Regions from separate parts of the Oncorhynchus mykiss genome. Here region 2 is linked to region 1. A link is a contact called in public Hi-C data. All regions are on one chromosome and are shown on one strand. The core of a region is the stretch at or near the end of the contact, and the rest is flanking DNA. Distances in the headings are between cores, read along the strand shown. Region 1 holds the start of LOC110500628 (nuclear factor 1 B-type). Region 2 overlaps LOC110500628 (nuclear factor 1 B-type).

Region 1 (7,494 bases), core at 2,933-5,432:
GTTGCTCAGAGGAAGCCACATCGTTGATCTGCACTGTCATGTGCCAATAAAACGTGACTTTGGGCGCTGAACTAAAACACTGAAGCAAAATCGATCATTAATAACAACTCATGACATTTTTATCAAAGTATGAACTGATGTTGTTATAGCCCTTTTGCTTTAGAAGGTGAGTTTCTGAAAGATAAAAAGCAACGTTTTTTGAGTATGTAGAAAGAAAATTGTAATATAGTCAATATTGCTGTGAAGTGATAGTACATTTTAAGCAAGACATTAGTTGTTATAAAAGTAACGTTAGTTTTTAATAATATTGCCAATAATTGTTGATACAGTAACAGTAAGATTATATATATATATATATATATATATATATATATATATATATATATATATATATATATATATATATATATATATATATATATTGTATTTACACAGCAACCAATTAAAAGTCAGAAACGTTTCCCCTTCATATAAGAAAGTAAGCCTAGTTTGCACTAGAATTAAGGTTTAGCTATGCAACATTACTAAGGTAAGCCTATGAATTGCATGTGATGCTGTGTAAGACAAATGAGTTGGCAGGGGCCTTGTGCAGTGAACTTCAGTTGAGGCCATAAAAGCCCAATCCTCTTAAGCACAAACTAAACCACATCTCAGTCAATCACTTACTTATGCCAAGTAAAATATAAACAGTCAAACTGAGTCAGCCAAAAGCCATGCTACTCTGTCTAACCACTGAATCAACCATTATCATTGTTTTCATCTTCATTCACTGCAAGTGGCTCCCATGCAGCTCAACTGAGTGAAACGCTCTCCTGAAACGCACTATGATTATTTTAATTTTATAATATTACCAGGCCATAACCAAATTGTGGTAATCTAAATATGAATAATAATAATATAATTTGGTTAAAGGGTAATCTGATGATTTGTTTCAGTTTACACATGAGACACGGGACAAGGGAATGTAGTTCTACATAATTTAATCTGATAGCATGATTATGATCACGGCATTTTGGAAGATGACTTTTACTGTAGTTTATGTCGAATACACATGGTGGTACTATACATACTCTTTTTGGGGGGGGGGGGGGGGGGGGGGCTCTCTCACTGGTAACACACATGTTCTTTCTAGCTCAAAATTAACTTGTCATCCTATAATACAACCTATTTCGTGCACTTTTAATCAACACACGTAAGGCCAGGTGAAAACCATTTCCATACCAAAAGGTACATAAAACCAATGGCAGCTACAAAATATAAGCAGTATATGAACTATAGTTTTATACAAAACACGACCATTTTCAAAGCATTGTTTTGTCGATAGTCGCCTGGTAGTGCAAGTGACTATCATATAACTAAGATAGGCCGACTCAATAAATTGCGCGGCACTTGCGTATATAATAAAGACACATAATCGATAATAAGATATCAAAACTTAAAATCATTCCATATACCTGAGTAAGACAAATCGGAGAGTACATCATGAGCCAGCAGTGTACACAAAATAGGTACTTCGATTGATTCTTCTGAATGCCAGGTATAGGCTACCACTTTATCGCGCCATTCCTCCTTGCCCGTAAAGCACCATGCAAGATTGTGGAGAAGTTATCCGCGCAAAGGTGTTATACAATAACATCAGTTAGATTGTGGAGGTCCAAACAATCCTCTGTTCTCCGTTTAAATGGAGACGATAATGGAGACGATATGGCAGACAGGCTATTATTTTCCAAAGCAGCACATTGAATCCCTATATGGTTATCTCAATCCGAGCCGGTGAATGAAGTTAAAAAGAAAACCCGCTTTTCTGGAACAGTGCGCTTTATAATGTGAGAAGTTAATTCATGAAAGTATTGTGAAAAGTATAGAAAGCGCTGAATTTCAGATTCCACACTCTTCTTGTTCAAACTTGATTGCCTATAATATCGACCTGTACACCCTCAGTCTGCACGATACTAACAAATCCGTCCCCAATATGTTTTCTCTCACTTAATTACACAGTCATAGTCTATACTCCTCCTCCTCCAACAAACGCATTCCATTTCCACTAGCCCACCTTTTCGTCTCCCTCAGAAAACACAGCATAAAACGACACCCCCCACCCTCTCTCTCTCTTGCTGTATGAGTTATGATTTTATGAGCGGAAGACTTTGGACCAGCGCCCCGTTCAAAAAGAATCGCAATGGAAAATTCCCCTCACAAATACAGTAAGGACTCGAGACATTATTCGAACTCTTGTTTTACATGCAGCTTTAACCGGTCGATCATTTTCATTTACAGTATACAGGCATATGTAACAGAAAATCCAATAGAAATGCCCAATATAGTGTATAATAAACTTCTAAAATGCATTTCTCACTCAATCCACAGTATATACAATGGCCCCCTCTACTTACAATACATGTTGAAATTACAACAAAAGTAACTTGATTTGCCTTGATGGCACACCTTTAATAAAACTGAAAACAGTTTAGAATTTCAAGTAACCTAATTCTTATTGCCTGATACCTCTGGCTCCCCACCCGTTTCTACAAAAAGCTCAGTGAAAGACCTGAAGAAATGTAACCACTCTCAAATTCCTAGACTGAGCTATGGATACAAGGACTGGCCATCCATGATATCAACATGATAGTTTTAACCATGTTTTGAGGTTATATAATGCTTGTTTACATGGACATTATTTACAAACATTGGAGTAAAAACATATTTAGGGTTCTGGGTTCTGATGAGGCACGACAGTTGAACTGAGCTCGTGAGGCATTTATAAAGTATATTCTTCAAGAAACAATGGGTACATATCATTAATGTATACGTCCAAAAAAATGGATGTAGCAACTGTATATTGCCACTTTAAATGTGGGCAAATTTATAGCATATGGCCTTTCTAAACTATGCCAGTTACAGGAAACTGTTCAAACCGTGGTATGTCACGGTGGCGCATGGTTCTGATGTAATTTGGATAAACAGTGGAGTGGTTCCAAAACTCTGACACACCTGAGGTCATTACAATTTCCGCATGACCGACCACATAAACGAGACAACAACATTTTCCAACATCACAACAACATTTTCCAACACCACAACTCATAGCTACGACCTATGAGGTCCGGACAGATCCACCATTTAGGAACTACTGGAAGAGCGCAGAGGACAGGAGCAGCCTGTCAACGACTCTTCGCTTCAACTCACTCCACAGTAATATACATGTACTGGCCTAAACTACAATTTGGTGTCAAACAAATAGTAAATAATGTTTCATTTTTAATCCTGAGAGAGTAAAATGCGATTTTGTGTAAAAGTATTCTCGACTACTTCGCCAATGGCCCGGCCCGTAACCTGTTTTTCATTGCACGCGGAGGAACATCGTGTTGTTAACCTTTTCCTTTTCACGGAAGTTACGGCTCATTATTGGACTATATAGCAATGACATAAATATGGTGTAAATTAGAACAATTATCCCTACAAATGTGCACTTTTTCGTTCGCAGAAAACCAGACATTGTTGTTAACGCCTTGCCTCTGTAATCTCCTATAGAATTGCTCCATACATTACGAATGAAGTTCATTGCCAACAAAGGGGGCAAGGGAGGTTAACGCAGTATGTGTGCCAATACATTTTCTTTGGGCGCTCCTCCGACCAATGAAAAGCATTTGCATATCTGTTAACGGGTCTTGTCCAGTTGTCATTGACATAATTCTATTCCTGCTCAACCAGACCGGGTTGCAGTGAAGAGCAAGTCAACAGTAGGAAAAGGCGATGTTGTAACAGTTGTAAAATTACACGTTATTGCAATAATAATCTACGTTCACGTACCATTGCACTGTATTGCATGGATTTAAAGGGGGATCCTGGAACCTGGGTGAAACACAAGCCGGTGCCTTCACATTTCTCACGTTCAACTTTGTGCTTTTCAGGCTTTTTTTCTTGATAATGCTTGCAACAAAAAAAACGTAAGAGAATTCTTGGCAGAAATGCGCGTAAAATCAAGTCGCCCCCCAAAAAAATCTTCCTTCCTCTTCACGTCTTACTTTTGGATAGCTTTTGGGTTGTTCAGTTGTTGTTGAATGCGATCCAGAAGAGGCTGAGTTTTCGGAACTGGGCAGGTCTACGCCTCACTTTCCCCTATCTGACTGCCTTCTCTGTACCGCTCTGCGCAGCCAAAGAGAGCTCCGCACTAGAACTTGGATTCTCGCCTCTCATTGGTCAGTGCCGCGGCGGCCTCACGACTCCGCTTGTAGACCCCTCACTTCCGCTCGCTACTCAGTGTTTGTGGCAATACATCACAGGCTGCAAACTGCTAGACTGGCAGAAGTTGTGGTTATTCAGTGGTTATAGATGTGAGTTCATTTATGTTATCTGTGGTTACAAGGAAACCAAATATATATTTTTAGTTATTATGTCAATTAGACATATAATCATAACACAATGTTATTATATTATAGGCTATAGCCTACTGGTCACGAATAATAATACTCTTTATGAAATTGATTTTAATAGGCGTACTATTATTAGCATATTACCATGATTATTATACCAGGTACTTTTTTTGTTTTTACAGCCCATCATTTATAATAGTTTTCAAATTGTACTAAAGGCTACCAACAGTGTGGCTACTGTCCTTAATTGATTTGAACTAGGCTTACAGAACTACTCTTGGTGAAGTATTTCCTTAATATGCAAATCCTTCATATTCTATATGAGGCAATTGCATCAATTCTCTGGACCAACACAGTAGGGAAGGTCAGGCTTGGGTGAATCCAAATGATAATGGATAATGGACTGTGACAGGATTTATACAGTCCACAGACTCTGCATTTTGTTTTATACATTGCCATTGTAGTTCAATATTTTATAATTAAAAATGCTTAATGAATGATAGGCTAAGTGAATATAGCCCCAGAGGACGCGACATAAATACAAATGCCCAACAGAACGTGGATATGGTCTAGAGGTCACTGAATATAATCGTCTAATATAATAAAGCTGATTAGAAAGTTATTTATTTGTTCTATATAACTTGTATATCTCCGAAATGAAAATAAATATGTATATGCTATATAACTTAAGTGTTTTGCACAGACCTTCAATCAATGCAACAATATTCAATTTTCCAATTAACATTGATTGTTCAGAAATTCCGTTATAAGAGCAAATTAGGCTGCTTTATTCAATTACTTCCTGATATTGTCCTTGATATAGTCCCTGACATGCATGCAGGGGAAGAATGCACTCTGCAAAAACTCAGAGGCAAATTAACTAAACTAGCGCTATATGTTATAACATGTGCTCCCAAAATGTATGCCTATCTGTCAAACACATGTTTTACGATAAATAGGTTATCGGTAATTAAGAACTTTTACCATTATCCTCATCTGATTTCAACGCCTAAGCTTCTTTTTTTAAAGCAGTCCTTCCCTTCTTACGAAGAGGGAACTGGTGTATAAATCGACACCAAGCACGGAGAGAGGTTGGAAAAGTTGGTCAACCGAAACGTCGAAGACTGCATGATCCCTTTGGTGCACTGAGTCCGCTGAGAGTGAACTTGAGAACATAGGTTATTTCATGAGAGAAAATGTGAGTTTTCATACGGCCTCTTCCACAGTAGGCTCCTCTATTAGAAATGCTGTGTGTTTTGACACTCTCTAGATAACTTTTGATTTGGAGTATTTTTGGCACGCAATTATTTCTCGAGAAATGCATGAATAAGGTGCGACAAAATCGTAAGACGTTGCCGAAATAACATTTTCAGAACTTCACATTGTTTTGTTTTTTTTACCCATTTTACGCACGCATTACGCACAACGTGCCCTACATGTATTTTTTTTGCATTAAATGCGTTGTATATGGTCTTCTTTGCTATAGCTTACTGAATAAATCGTTTTCAATTATAATATACATTGTGCTTAGGTCGACCCATATGTATTTGGTCACGCCTTACAAAACGCTCACGTGGACGGCGAGAAGAAGATATCAGTGCGCTCAAAGTCACTGAACCTTGTTCTATTGGCCGTTGGACATATGTTGGCAATATGGATGTGATTAATATGTTGCCTTTTGATCAAAGTGCATGCTGAGTCTAACCAGGTAATGTCATTGCATCATATTTTGATAAGGATTATTCACTAAGATTTCATAAAATAATCATAAATTCGAAATTCCATTGTTCATTTGAAACCATGAACTCCAAGTCGCATTCAACAGCTATTATCAGGGCCTTTGTATTGTACATTTTCTGCAAATTATATTGTTTTCAAACACTGTACACTCACTGTACTCTAACAACACTCATACTTAATGTGGCACTCATTTGCCAGTACAAAACAAGATAAAGGTCCACGCAAAAAGACAAGACTTCACAAAGTGTTATTTTTGCCGAACATGTTGCTTGTAATTCTCCCGTGTTATATTTTGCGCCGTCAATGTTACAATAGATACATCTACGCATTGGTGTCCATCTTTAGACCTTTCCTCTGTGTGTGTGTGTGTGCGCGTGCGTGCGTGTGTGAATTTGAATGCATGAAAGACAGAGGAAAAAGGTCCCGTTCCCTTAAAGTTACCAGAAGGACTGGTGTATATTGATATAATGATAAAAAGAGAGGTGGAGTAATATTGATAAATACATTGATGAATCAACAGACGTGTATAGCAAGTAGGCCTAGCACAGAGATAGAAACCATGTAAATGAGGTCATCAGTTGCAGTTGCTGGGGAGATTTGGACCAGATTCATTGATTGGAGGAGAGAAAGGAGAGGGGAAAGAGAGCCCTGCTGATGTCAAACTTGGCCTGTAGACTATACAAGGAGCCAAATAGTGGGCCAGACAACAACATTGACTTGGAGAACAGACAGGGAAGATTGCGAAAGAGTCACAAGTGTATCAGACAAGATTATTAATAATGTTACCCCTGTTTTTTATAGTTATGTGAAAATTAAATTCATAATTAAATTGATTAATTGACCACCATTTTCAGCAGAGATTTTTCTGATCATTGACTGACGATGGTTAAAAGCTATAGACTGTAAACTCTCCTCTCAGACTCACATTAAGCATCTCCAGTCCAAAATTAAATCTAGAATCGGCTTCCTATATCGCAACAAAGCATCCTTCACGCCAAACATACCCTCGTAAAACTGACCATCCTACCGATCCTCGACTTCGGTGATGTCATCTATAAAATTGCCTCCAACACTCTACTCAACAAACTGGATGCAGTCCATCACAGTGCCATCCGTTTTGTCACCAAAGCCCCATACACTACCCACCATTGCGACCTGCACGCTCTTGTTGGTTGGCCCTCGCTTCATATTCGTCGCCAAAGACACTGGCTACAGGTTCTACTGTACTAGTCTCTGCTAGGTAAAGCCCCGCCTTATCTCAGCTCACTGGTCACCATAGCAGCACCCACTCGTAGCACGCGCTCCTGCAGATATATCTCACTGGTCACCCCCAAAGCCAATTCCTCCTTTGGTCGTCTTTCCTTCCAGTTCTCTGCTGCCC
Region 2 (7,494 bases), core at 3,478-5,977, 38 kb before region 1:
GAGAGAGAGAGAGAGAGAGAGAGAGAGAGAGTGGGTGTAAAGTGATTTCTAGGGAAATCCCCCACTCTCCCAGGAAAATGACGGGTGGTAGTCGGGTAGATCTTCAGCTTTGACACACTAGACGGCAAAAAAGTTTTTGTTCCACAATGTATCTGGTTGGTTAGACGGCTAATTTTCTCTAACCTCTCTTTCGTAACAGTATTATGTGAACATTCCTTCTAACAACATTCCAGGAAATCTATGTTTTAGGAAAACTCCAGGGGGATTGTTCAATCATGTTATCTCATCATAACCAAATGAGTACCAGACCAATTTTGTTTTTAAACGTAAGTTGTGAGAACTGCAGTCAATTTAGTATTAATACCCACAAAACACCAGTCTCAACGTCAACAGTGAAGAGCCGACTCCGGGATGCTGGCTTTCTAGAGTTCCTCTATCCAGTGTCTGTGTTCTTTTGCCCATCTTAATCTTTTATTTTTATTGGCCAGTCTGAGAGATGGATTTTTCTTTGCAACTCTGCCTAGAAGGCCAGCATCCCGGAGTCGCCTCTTCACTGTTAACTTTGAGACTGGTGTTTTGAGGGTACTATCTAATGAAGCTGCCAGTTGAGGACGTGTGAGGCGTCTGTTTCTCAAACTAGACACTCTAATGTACTTGTCCTCTTGCTCAGTTGTGCATCGGGCCTCCCACTCCTCTTTCTATTCTGGATAGAGACAGTTTGCGCTGTTCTGTGAAGGGAGTAGTACACAGCGTTTAATGAGATCTTCAAAATATATTTGTCACATGCGCCGAATTCAACAAGTGAAATGCTTACTTACAAGCCCTTAACCAACAATGCAGTTCAAGAAAGAGTTAGGGGTAAAGTGACTATGCATAGATGATAAACAGCGAGAAGCAGCAGTGTAAAAACAAATGGGGGACGGGGGCCGTACCACTGTTGTGTCGTCAGCAAACTTAATGATGGTGTTTGGCCACGCAGTCGTAGGTGAACAGGGCGTACAGGAGGGGACTAAGCACACACTCCTGAGGGGCCCCAGTGTTGAGTATCAGCGTGGCAGATGTATTGTTGGCTACCCTTACCACCTGAGGGCGACCCGTCAGGAAGACCAGGATCCAGTTGCAGAGGGAGGTGTTTAGTCCCACGGTCCTTAGCTTAGTGATGATCTTTGTGGGCACTATGGTGTTGAACGCTGAGCTGTAGTCAATGAACAGCATTCTCACATAGGTGTTCCTTTAGTTCAGGTGGGAAAGAGCAGTGTGGAGTGCGATTGAGATAGCATCATCTGTGGACCTGTTGGGGTGGTATGCGAATTGGAGTAGGTCTAGGGTATCCATGATGATGCTGTTGATGTGAGCCATGACCAGCCTTTCAAAGCACTTCATGGCTACCGAGTTCTAGAAGTTTTGGCAAATTTATTGAAATTCAAATACATAAATATCTAATTTACATAAGTATTCCCACCCCTTAGTCAATACTTTGTAGAAGCATCTTTGGCAGCGATTACAGCTGTGAGTCTTTCTGGGTAAGTCTCTAAAAGCATTCCACACCTGAATTGTGAAACATTTGCCCATTATTCTTTAAAAATACTTCAAGTGCTGTCAAATTGGTTGTTGATCATTGCTAGACAACCATTTTCAGGTCTTGCCATATATTTTCAAGTAGATTTAAGTCAAAACTGTAACTTGGCCACTCAGGAACATTCACTGTCTTCTTGGTAAGCAACTCCAGTGTAGATTTGTCCCTTTTTAGGTTATTGTCCTGCTGAAAGGTGAATTCATGTATAGTCGACCAATGTATGGTCGAAAGCACACTGAACCAGGCTTTCCTTTGTGCTTAGCTCAACTCTGTTACTTTTTTATCCTGAAAAACTCCCCAGTCCAAACAAAGAATACCCATAACATGATGCAGTCACCCCTATGCTTGAAAATATGAAGAGTAGTACTCAGTAATGTTGTATTGGATATGCCTCAAACATAACACTTTTTATTTAGAACAAAAAGTGAATTGCTTTTCCACATTTGTTGCAGTAGTGCTTTAGTGCCTTGTTGCAAACAGGATGCATGTTTTAGAATATTTTTATTCTGTAGAGGCTTCCCTATTTTCACTCTGTCAATTAGGTTATTATTGTGGAGTAATTACAATGTTGTTGATCCATCCTCAGTTTTCTCTTATCACAGCCAATGGCCTCATGGTGAAATCCCTGAGCTGTTTCCTTCCTCTACGGCAACTGAGTTAGGAGAACACCTGTATCTTTGTAGTGACTGGCTTTATTGATACACCATCCAAAGTGTAATAAATAACATTTTAAAAAGAAAATACACATCTACCAATAGGTGCCCTTCTTTGCGAGGCATTAGAACATCTTCCTGGACTTGATGGTTGAATCTGTGTTTGAAATTCTCTGCTCGACTCTGGGACCTTATTATTGCGCACAGAGTGAGTCCATGCAACATATTATGTGATGTGTTAAGCACATTTTTACACCTGAATTTATTGTTTAGGCTTTTGTTTAGGCTTGCCAAAACAGAGGAGTTGAATACCCAAATGACTCTTCAGATTAAAATGTTAAAATAATGCGGAAACATTTTTGAAAAACAGAATTCCACTTTGATATTCAAATCAAATCAAACATTATTTGTCACATGCGCCGAATACAACAAGTGTAGACCTTACCGTGAAATGCTTACTTACAAGCCCTTAACCAACAGTGCAGTTCAAGAAGAGTTATTATTGGGTAGTGTGTTTAGGCCAGTGACAAAAAAATCTAAATTGAATCCATTTGAAATTCCAGCCGTAACACAACATTTTTGGGGAAAAGTCAAAGGGTCTGAATACTTTCTGAAGGCACTGTGTTAGAGTTGATTTATTGGCATAATGTTGGAGCATAGTTAACTACTGTAAATGAAAGTTAGCTACTGTAAATGAAAGTTAACTACTGTAAATTAATGTGAGCTACTGTAAATGTTCCTCTCGGATGAAAATATAACCAACACAATTCAGATCTCAGACACTTGGCCTGCGAATGGCTACCAACAGTACAGTGTCAAAAAATACTTGCAGACTTAATTTTGAATGGAGGATTCCATATCTTTATAACTCTGAACTCCAGCCAGCGACGAATGCCTGTGACTCCCACTAGCCAATCTTACTACCGCGAGCCTTTGGCTGATGACTTGGAGAACGGAATCCCCACTTGCAGGAGAGGTGGGCAGTGATAGTGGGAAGTGCCAGGGCAAGAGGGTGCCTCTCAGAGGGCAAGCATGGCCTCTCTCCAGCTGGGCGAGAGGCCACGAAGGAACTCTGCCCTCTGCCACCCTCACCCTGTGCCAATGACACAGATGTAAACACATATCCATACACACAACGCCAACGACCTCACACACCTTAATTACGACGTTGGATGAATTATTGGCTCATATAATTCCACATCTAAGGCAAGGCGGAGTGGCCTTGGTCCAAGACAGACAATGGAACAAAGCTGTGCACTCATTCAGACAGCTTTGCTGGCAGTGGTAACCATGTTTGGAACGAAGTGGTGTTTAATGTGTCATTACAAACATAAAAACAGACTACCAGCACTGCCAACAGATGTCGGCAAGGCAATTCTTTACTGCCATGACAAAACTTCAATACGGGGAAAATGCCAGCAGGTGCAAATGAAGACTGAATGTTCCCTTATTCATGTTTTTCTTCACACAACTGTGCTTCAGTGTTCCATCTTCAGTGTTCCATCTTCAGTGATCCATCTTCAGTGTTCCATCTTCAGTGATCCATCTTCAGTGATCCATCTTCAGTGTTCCATCTTCAGTGAACCATCTTCAGTGTTCCATCTTCAGTGTTCCATCTTCAGTGATCCATCTTCAGTGATCCATCTTCAGTGTTCCATCTTCAGTGTTCCCAGCATGTGATTGAGATATGGATAAGTATTGTATTGGCTGAAAGCTAACAGGACATTTTGACGACGGCACATTACCTCAGAGATGGGCATCCCATGGAGATGGATCAACTAAATGCAGTGCTGTGGTGCTGGAACATCACAAATGTAAACGGTCCAGAGCTGTGTCTTGTGGTATACCATACTACCACCAAATGTCAACAGAGGGCTGGAGTCTGGTTTCCAATGTTTCCACCCCCTACCCAAACCATACGCCCAGTAATGTCCTCAGGTAAAGACTGTTAAAACCGCTCAACGATCCTAGTACCCTGCTCGGATATAAGAGGACGACAGGCTGTGGAGTAGGTGTCATAAAAACGTCTGCATGCCGCATGGCCAGTAAAACCCTTCCTTTCCTGCTAATGAGCCCAAACATCGGAGCTAGCAAGACGTTGTTATGAACCCCATGCCAGGGCCGGGTTAAACCAATGCCAGCCACGATGATATAGGGAGAGGGGCTGTAAGGGAGGGGGGTTGGGTGGTTCCCAAGTAACGGTAACACACCTGGAAAAAGGTTTTAGCAGGGGGTTAGGGCTGGGGGGAACTTGTGTTGCAACACATAAACACGTGTTGGTCAGAGGTGTTCAGCGCCATTTCTGAGTAACAGAAACAAGCTGCAGTCCTGATACTGCAGGACTTTGAGATGGGCTCATTCGTTTTCGCTGTAGGGTCATGCGGACTCGGAGCAGTCTGTCTTAGCAGACCAGAGCGGAGTGGTTGGAACAGTACACACCCTCACATATCTCAGGAGGAGCAACGGATGGTGTTGCCCACCACAAGGTCAGAGTGATCTGGCAGGGTTCCAGAAGCAGCATAAAACCCCTCCTCCACACCTCCTGGAGCTATCGCCTTGGGGAGCTCCCAAATGCACCGACAATCAATAATCAAACACACACACACACCACCAAACAACTTGAAGATATGAGTAACGGTGCCCCACCTCCATCCTTAGAAAAATGCACGCACGCGCATGCACACACACACATGCACTCGCACACACACATGCACTCGCACACACACACACACACACACACACACACACACACACACACACACACACACACACACACACACACACACACACACACACACACACACACACACACACACACACACACACACACACACACACACACACACACACACACACACACACACACACACACACACACACTCCTCCAACCCACAAGTTCCTCCTCACAAAGGAGTGTAAGGAGTGTGTGTGAAGAGTTTGTATGAAGATTCCTGGCTACAACTAAAGGAAGCAAATCGTCCCAGTGCTCCCGAGGTCTCCTGGGGCAGCTTACATGGGCAACCGTTTGGGAGAAGGGAACCAACCGCTAAATTTATTCTGCATGTATGAAAAGCTGTAAACAATGGTATTTAAGAATTGGGGTTGCATGAATGCTACAGGGATATGGCTGTGTTGCCATTGTAAATGATGTACTGTATCTATAGGAACATAATATAAGGATATACATGTTAGACCTAACCCAGGGTAGGCATCATCACAGCCTGGCTGCACATCTTCTGGTGGACAAAATACAGGGAAGATACCTAAAACAAAGATACCTGTCATGTGACCTAATTTGCCAGCGCCTTGAAAGGTGTTCATTATTAAGATTATATAGTGGTGCCTTGAGAGGTGTTCATTATTAAGATTGTATAGTGGTGCCTTGAGAGGTGTTAATTATTAAGATTATATAGTGGTGCCTTGAGAGGTGTTCATTATTAAGATTATATAGTGGTGCCTTGAGAGGTGTTCATTATTAAGATTGTATAGTGGTGCCTTGAGAGGTGTTCATTATTAAGATTATATAGTGGTGCCTTGAGAGGTGTTCATTATTAAGATTATATAGTGGTGCCTTGAGAGGTGTTCATTATTAAGATTGTATAGTGGTGCCTTGAGAGGTGTTCATTATTAAGATTATATAGTGGTGCCTTGAGAGGTGTTCATTATTAAGATTGTATAGTGGTGCCTTGAGAGGTGTTCATTATTAAGATTGTATAGTGGTGCCTTGAGAGGTGTTCATTATTAGGATTGTATAGTGGTGCCTTGAGAGGTGTTCATTATTAAGATTGTATAGTGGTGCCTTGAGAGGTGTTCATTATTAGGATTGTATAGTGGTGCCTTGAGAGGTGTTCATTATTAAGATTATATAGTGGTGCCTTGAGAGGTGTTCATTATTAAGATTGTATAGTGGTGCCTTGAGAGGTGTTCATTATTAGGATTGTATAGTGGTGCCTTGAGAGGTGTTCATTATTAGGATTGTATAGTGGTGCCTTGAGAGGTGTTCATTATTAAGATTGTATAGTGGTGCCTTGAGAGGTGTTCATTATTAGGATTGTATAGTGGTGCCTTGAGAGGTGTTCATTATTAAGATTGTATAGTGGTGCCTTGAGAGGTGTTCATTATTAGGATGGTATAGTGGTGCCTTGAGAGGTGTTCATTATTAAGATTATATAGTGGTGCCTTGAGAGGTGTTCATTATTAAGATTATATAGTGGTGCCTTGAGAGGTGTTCATTATTAAGATTGTATAGTGGTGCCTTGAGAGGTGTTCATTATTAAGATTATATAGTGGTGCCTTGAGAGGTGTTCATTATTAAGATTGTATAGTGGTGCCTTGAGAGGTGTTCATTATTAAGATTGTATAGTGGTGCCTTGAGAGGTGTTCATTATTAGGATTGTATAGTGGTGCCTTGAAAGGTGTTCATTATTAAGATTGTATAGTGGTGCCTTGAGAGGTGTTCATTATTAGGATTGTATAGTGGTGCCTTGAGAGGTGTTCATTATTAGGATTGTATAGTGGTGCCTTGAGAGGTGTTCATTATTAGGATTGTATAGTGGTGCCTTGAGAGGTGTTCATTATTAGGATTGTATAGTGGTGCCTTGAGAGGTGTTCATTATTAGGATTGTATAGTGGTGCCTTGAGAGGTGTTCATTATTAGGATTGTATAGTGGTGCCTTGAGTGGTGTTCATTATTAGGATTGTATAGTGGTGCCTTGAGAGGTGTTCATTATTAAGATTGTATAGTGGTGCCTTGAGCGGTGTTCATTATTAAGATTGTATAGTGGTGCCTTGAGAGGTGTTCATTATTAAGATTGTATAGTGGTGCCTTGAGAGGTGTTCATTATTAAGATTGTATAGTGGTGCCTTGAGAGGTGTTCATTATTAGGATTGTATAGTGGTGCCTTGAGAGGTGTTCATTATTAGGATTATATAGTGGTGCCTTGAGAGGTCAACTGTTTGGGTTGGATGTGTCCTCATAATGCTGTTTCACTCTTTCCCACGAAGCTCCCAATTTTGTAGTCTCTCAAAAATGTTCACACGGATGACAGCAAAAGCAGGCCGCCATTTTACAGTAACATGAAACGGTAGAACTTGGCCTAAATATCTATTTTACAGTAACATGGAACTGCAGAACTGAGCCTAAATATCACACTAATTTTTTCCATCATTTGAAAAATCTGGAATTTCCCTCTTTCGCCACTTCCCCCCTTTCCTCTACCTTTCCCTCCCCTCCTTCCCCGGTGCTCTTTCCTCCACTTCCTCCAG

Evidence for each region. A called contact is a pair of places that touch in the nucleus more often than the background predicts.
Region 2: a Hi-C map of blood shows a contact between it and region 1, with 5 times the contacts expected there. The contact joins the enhancer-like site here to the promoter of LOC110500628 in region 1. A contact is called at or near these places in 3 of 3 Hi-C or Micro-C datasets (blood and liver).

The regions. Positions count from the first base shown.
Region 1 is chr21:49,677,356-49,684,849 of USDA_OmykA_1.1, reverse strand. It overlaps LOC110500628 (nuclear factor 1 B-type), which reads right to left and starts at 4,182. Exons shown (of 12, transcript XM_036958088.1): 1 at 3,811-4,182. The coding sequence starts at 3,828.
Region 2 is chr21:49,716,259-49,723,752 of USDA_OmykA_1.1, reverse strand. The region is part of intron 2 of LOC110500628 (nuclear factor 1 B-type); the gene reads right to left. Among protein-coding and RNA genes, the nearest start is that of LOC110500628, 39 kb to the right of the region's middle. Within about 2 kb of position 4,727, at least 3 of the 11 cell types and tissues checked have an H3K27ac peak or open chromatin away from gene starts, as enhancers often do.